2 separate regions of the Mus musculus genome follow, and region 1 is linked to region 2. Evidence: chromatin contacts called from public promoter capture Hi-C data. All regions are on one chromosome and are shown on one strand. The core of a region is the stretch at or near the end of the contact, and the rest is flanking DNA. Distances in the headings are between cores, read along the strand shown.

Region 1 (4,726 bases), core at 2,192-4,691, 2.4 Mb before region 2:
TGTGGCTGTTCACGTTCAAAACAGTGGACTTGGTCCAAGCAGGAAGGCATTTGCTGTATGAGGAATCGTTAGCTGTGGTGAAATTTCAGCTATTTGGGACTGTATGTTAAACTCACATAGCTTACGAAGATAAAAAAGATAATAAAATGCCCAGAGTTAACATTTTAAGGCACATCTCTGAGTCTATAACACTTATTGTATGCATTCGCAGTGATCCGGTATACAACAGCCTTTACGAAGGACCCGCTACACATCAGGAGCAGCAGGTATGAGACAGACATTTCATTGTGGGTGACTCATGCAATATGGAGCATCTGTTAAGATTTTATGAGTTTAGAGGAAATAGCATCAGCCTTGGGCACACAGCTGTGAAGCGCTAGACACTGGACTCTCCAGGTAGCCTGGCTCCTGAAGCTATACTCTGAGCCGTTGTTTCCTTTTCATACTGGTTGTGAAAATTTTCCATTCTACTACCCAAAGGAACATCTGAGAGGGTGATTTCCCCAGGACCTATTCTCCTGGGAACTCACCTTGAGGTGAGAGTTAGAAATATCTAGTTTACCATTATCAAAGTTCCACGGGACCCTGTGGCATCCCCTGAGAGCTACTGTAACTCCAATCCTCCAGAATAAGGAATCATTTGAAAGCAAAATGAACAGTGAAATCATTATATATATACATATAGGTATATATATATGAAAAATACCTGATGCTTATTGGGTTTTTTTCTACATGCCTGAGGTTGAAGCTTGAAGTATGTTACACATGTGATAACATTCACATGAGAACACTACAAGATGAAATCTGTCATCATAAGTGTATGGATTGAATTGTGTTCCCTTGCAAAAATGGACGATATGCTGAGGTTCTAAGACCTGGTTAGAACTCGAGAATGTGAACTTATTTGTAAATAGGATCTGGGTAGAGATGACTGAGTTAAGATGGGATCATGGGAGTAGGCCCCAATCCAGTACTCCTGGTTTCCATATAAAAGAAGAACTCTGGAGGCTGGTGGGGGGTGGGGGGAAGACGACTCCGTAGGTAAAACGCTTGCTGTGCCAATGTGTGAACCCGAATTTGACCCCAGAGTGACAGAGTGATTTTGGCTTTCTCAACATCTTGATGTCAGACCTCCAGCCTCCAGCCAGGGAGACAGATAACTTATTTAAAACAATTCATTTTTGGACTTTGCTATGGCAGCCACAGGAAATAACCACCATCAGGGTCTTATGGATCAGCGAACTAAGGGAAGGAGACTCTGAGCTATTCATGCCAGCCTGCACCGCTACTAGTCAACGGGGGTTTAGCCTGCAATACTGGTAGACAATGGTAGCCTGATGCGAGCTATGAACTTCTGAAGAATATATATGTGTAGAAATCATTTGAAATATTGCTGCTGTTGTTTAAGCAAAGGGTCTCATGTAGCTCAGGAAGTCTCCGAACCCTCCATCTTAAAGGACACAGCACAGAGCGTTCTGAGCAGGGCCGTTCTGGCACAGGCTGAAGGGCATGTCTGTGAGAATGCAGAATGCTCAGCACAACTGGAGACTGCAAGTGCCAGGATCTGGGGGCCAGCCAGGGTTCTTTCTGGCCCCCATGAGTAAGACCAGATCCAGGAGGTGTGAACATCAAAGTCACCGCGATCTTCCCACAGCCTTTCAGTTTTGAGCATCGGTCCAGAAATTTGAACTGTTTAATTGTTTTAAGACCCTATGAGAGGGTCAGGTTAATTACAAGAATGCCAAAGCTGCCTTCTGTAACTGTCTTTGCACACATACCGTCTGAGTTAAGATACCCGGAAAGTGAAGCTATTTTCTGAACAGAGAGATAGTGATTAGGTAATGTCCGCAAAGGAGGAGGGGAGAAGGGAGGAAAGCCTTGGCTGAACAGCCTTCCCAGAGCTACATGAGCGGTATCTCCATTGTGAGTCCTCTCCTGGAAAGTGAACCGCAACCCACATTGGTGGGGGGAGCCCAGGCCGAATCGCCTCTACCTCCGCAAAGGTGAAGGCAGACAAAGGTGGCTAGCTAAGTCAAAATAGGCTTTGGTTAAACTTAGGGGAATTGAACTGGACACAGGACATGATTAATGCAGACGGAGGAAGAGTGTCCAGGCATGTGTTGGTGTTGGGGCAATTTTCTGTTCTGTCCTCAGAGAACAAGCTATAATGGACTACATGGGTTTGTGTCTTCTGTGATATTTACATGGAAGGAAGGGAGAGCTTCAAGCAGCCGTGATCTCTAGCACTTCTGGGTGCAGTGATGTGCAAGAGGCTTTTACTGTCCCCTTGATTTATTGGCTGGGTGTATTTGGCATGGTGTCACACTCTGTTTTCTGTTGCTGACACAGAATGCCTGATGTGGGTGATGCATACAGGAGAGAATTTTACTCTTCTCACAATTCTCATGACTACAAATTGCAAACAGGCATCTGGACAGGATTCCTGTGGTTGTGTCCTAACATGGTCACTAGAAGCAAAATGGGAAGTTCCTGTATTCAGAAGAGTCACATATGTAAGGAGACATGAGTTGGAGGAAGAACCTAGCCAGACAGATCTGCTAGGAGCCACTCCTGCTAGGCTTGGCCCATTCCTCAGAGATAGTCCATTTATGACTGTGGAATCCTGAGACCTTCTACCCCTTAAGAGCTCCACCACCTCTTTCTGCTGCCACACCAGGGGACTGAGTTTCCAGCACATGCAACCTCGGGGACACCCTTATACCTTATGGGTTTTGCAAACCCAAGAAGCATCGGATAAGAAGGAAATAAAGAGGCCGTGCTGGAAGCAGAACCATCGAAGCTGTACCATGGCAATTCTTGGGTAGAGCAAATAGACCCTCAGACCCAGGAACCAAAATGTGGACCACGGAATGGAATGTCACAGAAGAGAAGACAAGACAAATAGTTAGCCTTTGCTTAATGTGGGGGCCAAAGGGCCATGCAGCCAACAGTTAAAAATTATTAGGTTTTGAGATAAAGGACACAAATATTAACTTTCCTCATTGTGAATTTCTCAGCCCATAGACACTGATCAGCACTGATTTATCAGAAACTGGAGACAACCGTTTCTTTTTCCCTCTGATCCTAAATGTTTAAAGGAAATATCTTAGCATTAACATTTCAGTCCCTCCTTTAGCACAAACACCCAGAAGCATGAATACACTTGTTTAGAAAGTTGAAATCCTGGGTGTTGTATAGGTCACTGTTTAGCTTAACCTTTATTGTCCCTACTTTGCTGTTAAGCCCTGGACAGCAGATTCCACAGTAGAATTCCAGAGATAAACAGACAAGCTATGGACTCACCTGGAAACGGGTATTGGCATCTGTGCATTGACACCCAAGGCAAAGATGGCAAGGGCTAAGGTGATGGCCATGCCTGAGGCCATGCTGCTCCTCCTGGGGAGCCCTGGAGGCTTGCAAAGCATTCCTTTGCAGCCGGAGGACAAGGGGCAGTTCTGTTCTGGGTTTTGTTCATAGGTGTTGGCTTAGGCTAAGTGTCAAGGTCCAACCAATGGAGAGTCATTGTAATTCCTGACTGCTATTTTCCCTTATTGACAAAGTGTCATTATGCAATAAACCAAAAAAAAAAAAAAAAAATGCCAAGGTGGGGAAAAATTAGGAGCTGGGTTAAAAATAAAGCAACCAATAAAACAAAATCCTAGCAGTTCTTTCCTTGGGAGACTCTGGAAGGGAAGCTAAAGAGAGAGGTATAATTTGTGGGAGAGACCTATGGATTATTCTTATAGAGTCCTAGGCTCAGAATAACTACAGAAAGAACACAATGAAAGATGAGGCATAGGTGGGGGATATTCTAAGCACCTCTCCCTCTGAAAGTCAGATATGTGGCTTGTTTCCACCCAAGCAAGGTAACGTGTGGAAATGTAAGCTTTTTGTGTATAAGTTACACACCTCTTATATGTATATTTTTCTGAAAAATGCAAAGTAAGCACCACAAGGCTTTAGCAACAGCCACCAAATGGATTTGGCCTGATTATGATGGAAGCACACACCAAAAGGATAGGATTATCCTCTGCCATAAGGAACACTGCTTGCCTGACATCTCCACATTCTCCAGGGCCATTGAGAGGGAAAGGTTCTGGAAGCGCTGATGGGTGTGGACCGTGCAACCTCTCTGAGAGCACTGATTAGTCAGGAGAATGACCCAGGGATGTTGCAAGTGTGGAAGGCTGTTAGTCTTTATCTTACTCAAATTTAACTGACTGGGGCTTCTCAATTCTTCCTAATGTGTGGCTAGGGTTGGGACTTAGAATACACAATGGGTGTAGAGAGATATCTGATGTGTTGGAGGTTTGTGGGTAATATATTATGAATTTACAATGTCTCATGACACTCTTTTTATCTAGTGTTTTGTTTGTTTGGGGCAGGGTCTGATAGGGTAGTTCAGGCTAGCCTGAGACTTGCTGCAGCCCTTCTGCCTAGACCCAGTTGCTACAGTTACAGGTATGAGCACATACCCAGCTGTTCCTAGCAGTTTTGTTTTGTGGAGGCAGATTTGCCTCAAACCCTCCCCTTGCATAGTTGAGGATGACCTTCAACTCCTGATCATTCTGTATCCATTCCCCAAGGATGGAGACTGCAGGCTTGCACCAAGTTGCATGGCTCCCTGATACAGTTCTTAAGAGACATTCATAGAAAATGATTAATTACAATAGAGCAAATCTTGAATATTAGCATAGGCAAAGGTAAAACAGATGTCTGTCTGGTT
Region 2 (5,219 bases), core at 1,247-3,746:
ACTTCTTTAATTTTCCTTCCTAGTGCCTCCCATAATTCTAAAATTTTGAATTCGCTGTGTATTGTTATTATCTCTACACTGCTTTACTAGATAAACTGTGAGAGGGCAGGGGTTATGGCAGAGGCATTTACTGTTGTAGTTGCAGTGGCAACAATCAGAATGCATAGCCAAATAAATATGTAATGGTCCTAGTATATAGAAGCCTTCTGTGGCAAGTAATTACATTCACACATACACATCACTGTTAGTCATTTGGTTCACTTATATGAGAAAATAAGTCTGTCGCCACCCCAAACAAAGGTAGTGAGAGAAGTTTCCAAAACAATGTTACAAACCATTGGTATTAGTAACAGAACTGGTAGTTCAGAGACAAGCAAGATTTCTGTTTAAAAATATTTAAATTTAAAAACTTTAAATCTTTCGTAAAAATCTACATGATTTTATTTCTCCTTTGCTGGATATATAGCTAAATTTTGTATGTTAGGGAAAGGGAGGTAGTTCGAATGTGATCAATTTGCTTCTTTCATATTTTTGGCACATTCTAATCATCTGAGATTTAAAATATGGCTTTTATCTTTTATTTGTTCTATTCATGTGCATTTCCTAAAGTAAAAAGAACTAACTATAACTTGGAGGGGAAATGCATTTTTTTTTCTAGTACAAGGGTTCTGTGTTTCAATACTTCCTTGTGAATTACTAAGGTCTGGTTGTTGCCGGTGTCTCTCTGTGATGAAACCAGCTTTCTATGAGAACTTACTTTGTTAAGATCTTGAATAAACCACAGAATCATGTATTCTTTAGTTTGGAGGTTAACAGTCTCATCCTTCTCCTCCTTATCTGAAAAAAAAAAGACTAGATTTCCAACTCTCTCTCTGAAAATGAACACACCAAAATATCAGTTGAACAATAATTCCCAGTGTTAAGACTTTCCATATAGAATACTGTAGTTTGATGCATCATCATGATTGTAATTTTTTTCTTTATGTGCATTTTGCCTGCATATATATGTCCGTATACAATGCCCATGGAGATCTAAAGAGGCATCAGATGCCCTGGAGCTGGAGGCCTAGACAGTTGGGAGTGGCCATGTGGTTGCCAGCAATGATCTCTCCAGCTTGTGCCTGGAAATGTTATTTAGTGCAGTTTGGCATGTTAGAATATGGGTCCTTAATTTCTGTGGGATGCTTGCTTGTTTGTAAACTGGGTCTCAGTATGTACTGGCTGCTCTAGAACTGCCAGCATCCCCTCCAGCCTTAGCTTCTCAAGTTCTGGGATTACAGAGTAAGTCAACACTCTAGCATAAGAGTTTGAATTCTGTAGTTCACCTTGATTATAGAATGCAATTTTTCTGGCCTTCAGATTCTTCATTATAAAGTATCATAAGGATTTGTTGTTGATTATTGTTTTCTATTAAAAACCATTTTCCCAAGTACGTAAGGGCATTACACAAGTACCGAAGACACAGAGCACGTGTTTTTTGCTCTGTGCATTTAGAGTAAAATGACAGGAGAAAAAAACTGGTCATCATGGCCACTTGCAGAAAAGTGACTGTGGTTAGTCACTCTTAAACGATCACATTACTATTTTCATAGTTTAAATATTTTCTACCAGGCTACAACAAAAACCTTAAAATTAAGATGAAGGGTAGAGTTATTCAAAATATATTGTGCCAAACCGGGGGAAACAAACGAACAAACAAAAAGCCAAAACAGCATTAGATTTCCGTGGCCATAGGCAAGAATTAGCATTCATGGAATGCAAAGCAATTTGACCACTTGAGTGCTGATTAAGACCCGGAAGAACACTTAACACTTGTCAGGAAGGTCTCAAGGTGAACTAAGACAGTGAGGTCGCTGCCACGTTTAGGTCGCAAGACATTTAAGGTACTTTAAGTGTGAGCTAGCCAAGATCAATCCGGAGTAAAAACAAGCTCCAGGGTGAAGATTCGGGGAAAGCGTTATGCCAGCTAGCAGGCTGAGGACTGCCAAGTTGTCTGCCCTCACACTAGGTCTCGCAGCTTGGATGAATCTCACCCGTCCGCAGACTTCCGTTTCTGACCTTCCCCCACCACCCCCCGCCCCCACCATTACAATCAAGTTTTATTTTAGTCCACCTCCTTCACTACAGCGCCAACCGCTGCAAATCCTCTTTCCAGACCTTCCAAACCGCCCTCTTCCAGCCAGCTGCTGCGGCTGCAATCTCCCTGCACCCGCGGAGAGAGTCGATGTCCTATTGGCTCAGCTCGGGGCATGGTCGGCTTCCGATTGGTTGAAATTAGAAGGCGGGAGAGAGGTGTGCCCTTACATCATCGACTGGCCCCTCGCAGCACGGGATTGTGGGAGGGAGAGGGCCACTGGGAGGAACTAAATACCCGGAACGACCTTTGCGGGCCGGGGCGGTCGTAGCCCGGAGCCTATGTCTCCGCCCACCGGCTGGGCGGGCTCCGCCCCCACTCCGCCAGCCAGGCCGTCAGGTGATCTGGGGCTCACGTGGTCACGTGGACAGGGCGGGCGCGCCCGAGCTGGCCATGGCGGCCGCGGTGTCCGGTGTGGTGAGGCGGGTGGAAGAGCTCGGGGACCTGGCTCAGGCTCACATACAGCACCTTAGCGAAGCCGCGGGGGAAGACGGTGAGGGAGCGCCGCAGAGGGAAGTGGGCGGACGGTGGTGAGATGCGAGGGGACCGCTGCGCTCGGTGGCCAGAAGGCGCGGCCTTCGGTCCGAGGCGGGGTCCCTGGTGCTGGCACTGCTGAGCTTGGTCCCCATTGGGCAGTCATCTGCCCTCTCCTCAGATGTCCTGTTACCCATGCAGCGTTTTCTACGTTCCTTGAAATCCTTTTTGTTTACATCCGACCAGATGTGTGGTGTCGAATCTGCGAGAAGGGTAGACTTTAAATAAAAGTACACACGGACTTTCTCCGGAATGTTCATACTGCCCAGAAAATGAACAGTATGTTTTTTTGTTGTTTTTTTTTTTTTTTTTTTTTTTTTTTTTTTTGCATTCAGAGAGACATGCATGACAGTTCACTTTTTCATTACTGCCTTGTAAATTTCCACTTTGTTTTCAATTCAAAATTCAGCTGTAAATACATATTGTACACAGTTATGGTGTAATTTTAATGCTCCCCCCCCCGCCCCATTTTAGTCCTTAGGTATTTTCTTAGAAGGGAAAATAGGTTAGGAAATACGTCATTCTTTTGACATCAGACTCGGTTTGCTTTTTATAAATTCTCAGTTGCCAATTGGTTCGACAGTAATCTTTTTTTGTTTTTTGAATGTTGAGCCTTTACCATCCATGAGCTTTAAAATTCTTGTGATTAGAGTCATACGATGACCGAAATGAAACATTTCTCCCAGGTGATTGACTAGTTGGTGTATTTACGGAATCAGTTCTATAATTAAATGAAGCACATATGACCACACTGAGGCTTTTTATCTTTTGGTTTGTGGCAAGCGGAACATAGAATTTGTAGTCACTGTTACCTCCCTGGGTCATGTGTCAGCCAGAGCTCAGGTAGTCTTACTTACTTATTACTGAGCCTAACAGTAATTCATATTTTCTTATGAAAGAATTCTATGATCCATTGTGAAAGGAGGCCTGGAAAGGAGGTTCAGTGTTCCATGGCCTTGTTTGGAGGCTTTGTTTATACATCTGAAAATTTACTAAAATCATAACTGTAGCTATCTGCTTTACAATCTACTAGGCAACATTGACGTTAATCTTACTGGAGAATTACTAACAGGGCTTACTTAACACCAGATTATATGTATTTGAATTATACTTGGCCCTTTTTCATACATCAAAATCAATAGACATCGGAAATTGGTCCCTTAGCTTAACAGTCATATGTTTTTCTTGAGTTGTCAGTATCGTTAGTTTCAATTTTATTCAAACTAGATAATAGAGTGCTAACCATCATTCCACTTAAGAGTGCTCTGTATTTATGGCCATATAGTTCTCATTCTTAACAGTATGATATTGTCCTGCATAGACTTATAAGAAGGACCTTCTCTGAAGATTATAGGAACCTTCTCAGTTTACTTTAAATATTTCTAGTAGAAAGAATGTATTTTTATGGACTTTTCCAGAATGATAGATATGCCACCACCACACCTGACCTATAATAATAACTATGACACTCCTCTTCAGCAGCGACTTCAGCAGTTCAGCACAAGTCTTTGCATTTACAGTAATCTCAGAAGTTAACGGGAAAAATATAAATAGCTTGTACAGGACGTGGGGAGGCCGATGGTCTGGACCATTTTGGTTCTCAGTAGAATCTTGTTTTCTGGGTAGTAGGGTGGTACTTCTGGGCCAAGGAGAGATGTGAAGACTGCTAACTTAAGAGCGATCTTATAGCAGTAGAAAATCCTCTAAAGCTTAAGGTCACTAAGTGACTACCTGCTGACATAGCTGATGGTATTTTATTCTAACACTGAGCAGCTTATCTGTTCACCAAATACTACATTGTCTGTCCACTGCTGGATGCCTGTGAAAGCTTCTGTAGTGCAGAAAAGATGCTTAAAGACTTTGTGTCTTGTACTGTGGTATGGATATGTACTTCATTAAGTGAAGTAGAAGGGTGGACAGTATCTTTGGGGCCCTCAAAATCAGAAATAAAGAAAATATTGTAGTAAACAGATGGTTGAGTTAAGATGGTAAAGTTTGGAAAGTTGGCTAAGTTGTGGTAAGAAAACATGCAGGAGGTATTGGGGTTTTTTGTTTTCTGTTTGTTTTCCTATAGGTTTTGAAGGAATGCGGTAATTTGTTCAGTTTCAAAGTTTTTTTTTAATAATTTATTTCAATTTTATGTGTATTGGTGTTTTACCTGCCTGCATTTTTGTGTGAAGGTATCAGATCTTGGACTTAGAGACAGTTATGAACTGTCATGTGGGTTCTGCGATTTAGACCTGGGTCATCTAGAAGACCAGTCAGTTCCCTCAACTGCTGAGCGATCTCTGTAGTCCTTCATTTTGACGTTTTAAAGGAATAAGATATAACCCTTTAAATTGGCATTGTAGTTATACCAGCTAGACATACAAGTATGATAACTTAGAATTGTTTACAGTCTGATATTTTATGAATATTTGATCTGATCAATTTTTCTTTTAGTTAATTTAGCTAGTACATTTATAAAATTGCATGCATTCAACAGACACTCTTTCTGCAAACTTGTAGATTTTGTATTATTCCAGTAAAAGCTGTAAGATTGTAAGTACTT

Evidence for each region. Promoter capture Hi-C pulls out the DNA fragments that hold promoters and counts their contacts.
Region 1: a promoter capture Hi-C map of liver shows a contact between it and region 2, with 2.9 times the contacts expected there. The contact joins the promoter of C9 here to the promoter of AW549877 in region 2. A contact is called at or near these places in 2 of 39 promoter capture datasets (cranial neural crest and liver), 1 of 115 datasets of contacts at active chromatin or transcription factors (stem cell-derived neural progenitor cells) and 1 of 9 other capture datasets (adipose tissue).

The regions. Positions count from the first base shown.
Region 1 is chr15:6,444,061-6,448,786 of GRCm38.p6, reverse strand. It overlaps C9 (complement component 9), which reads right to left and starts at 3,441. Exons shown (of 11, transcript NM_013485.3): 1 at 3,304-3,441. The coding sequence starts at 3,386.
Region 2 is chr15:3,993,023-3,998,241 of GRCm38.p6, reverse strand. It overlaps AW549877 (expressed sequence AW549877), which reads left to right and starts at 2,496. Exons shown (of 6, transcript NM_145930.3): 1 at 2,496-2,627. The coding sequence starts at 2,528. It overlaps Gm2093 (predicted gene 2093), which reads right to left and starts at 2,203. Exons shown (of 3, transcript NR_045740.1): 1 at 2,158-2,203; 2 at 758-837.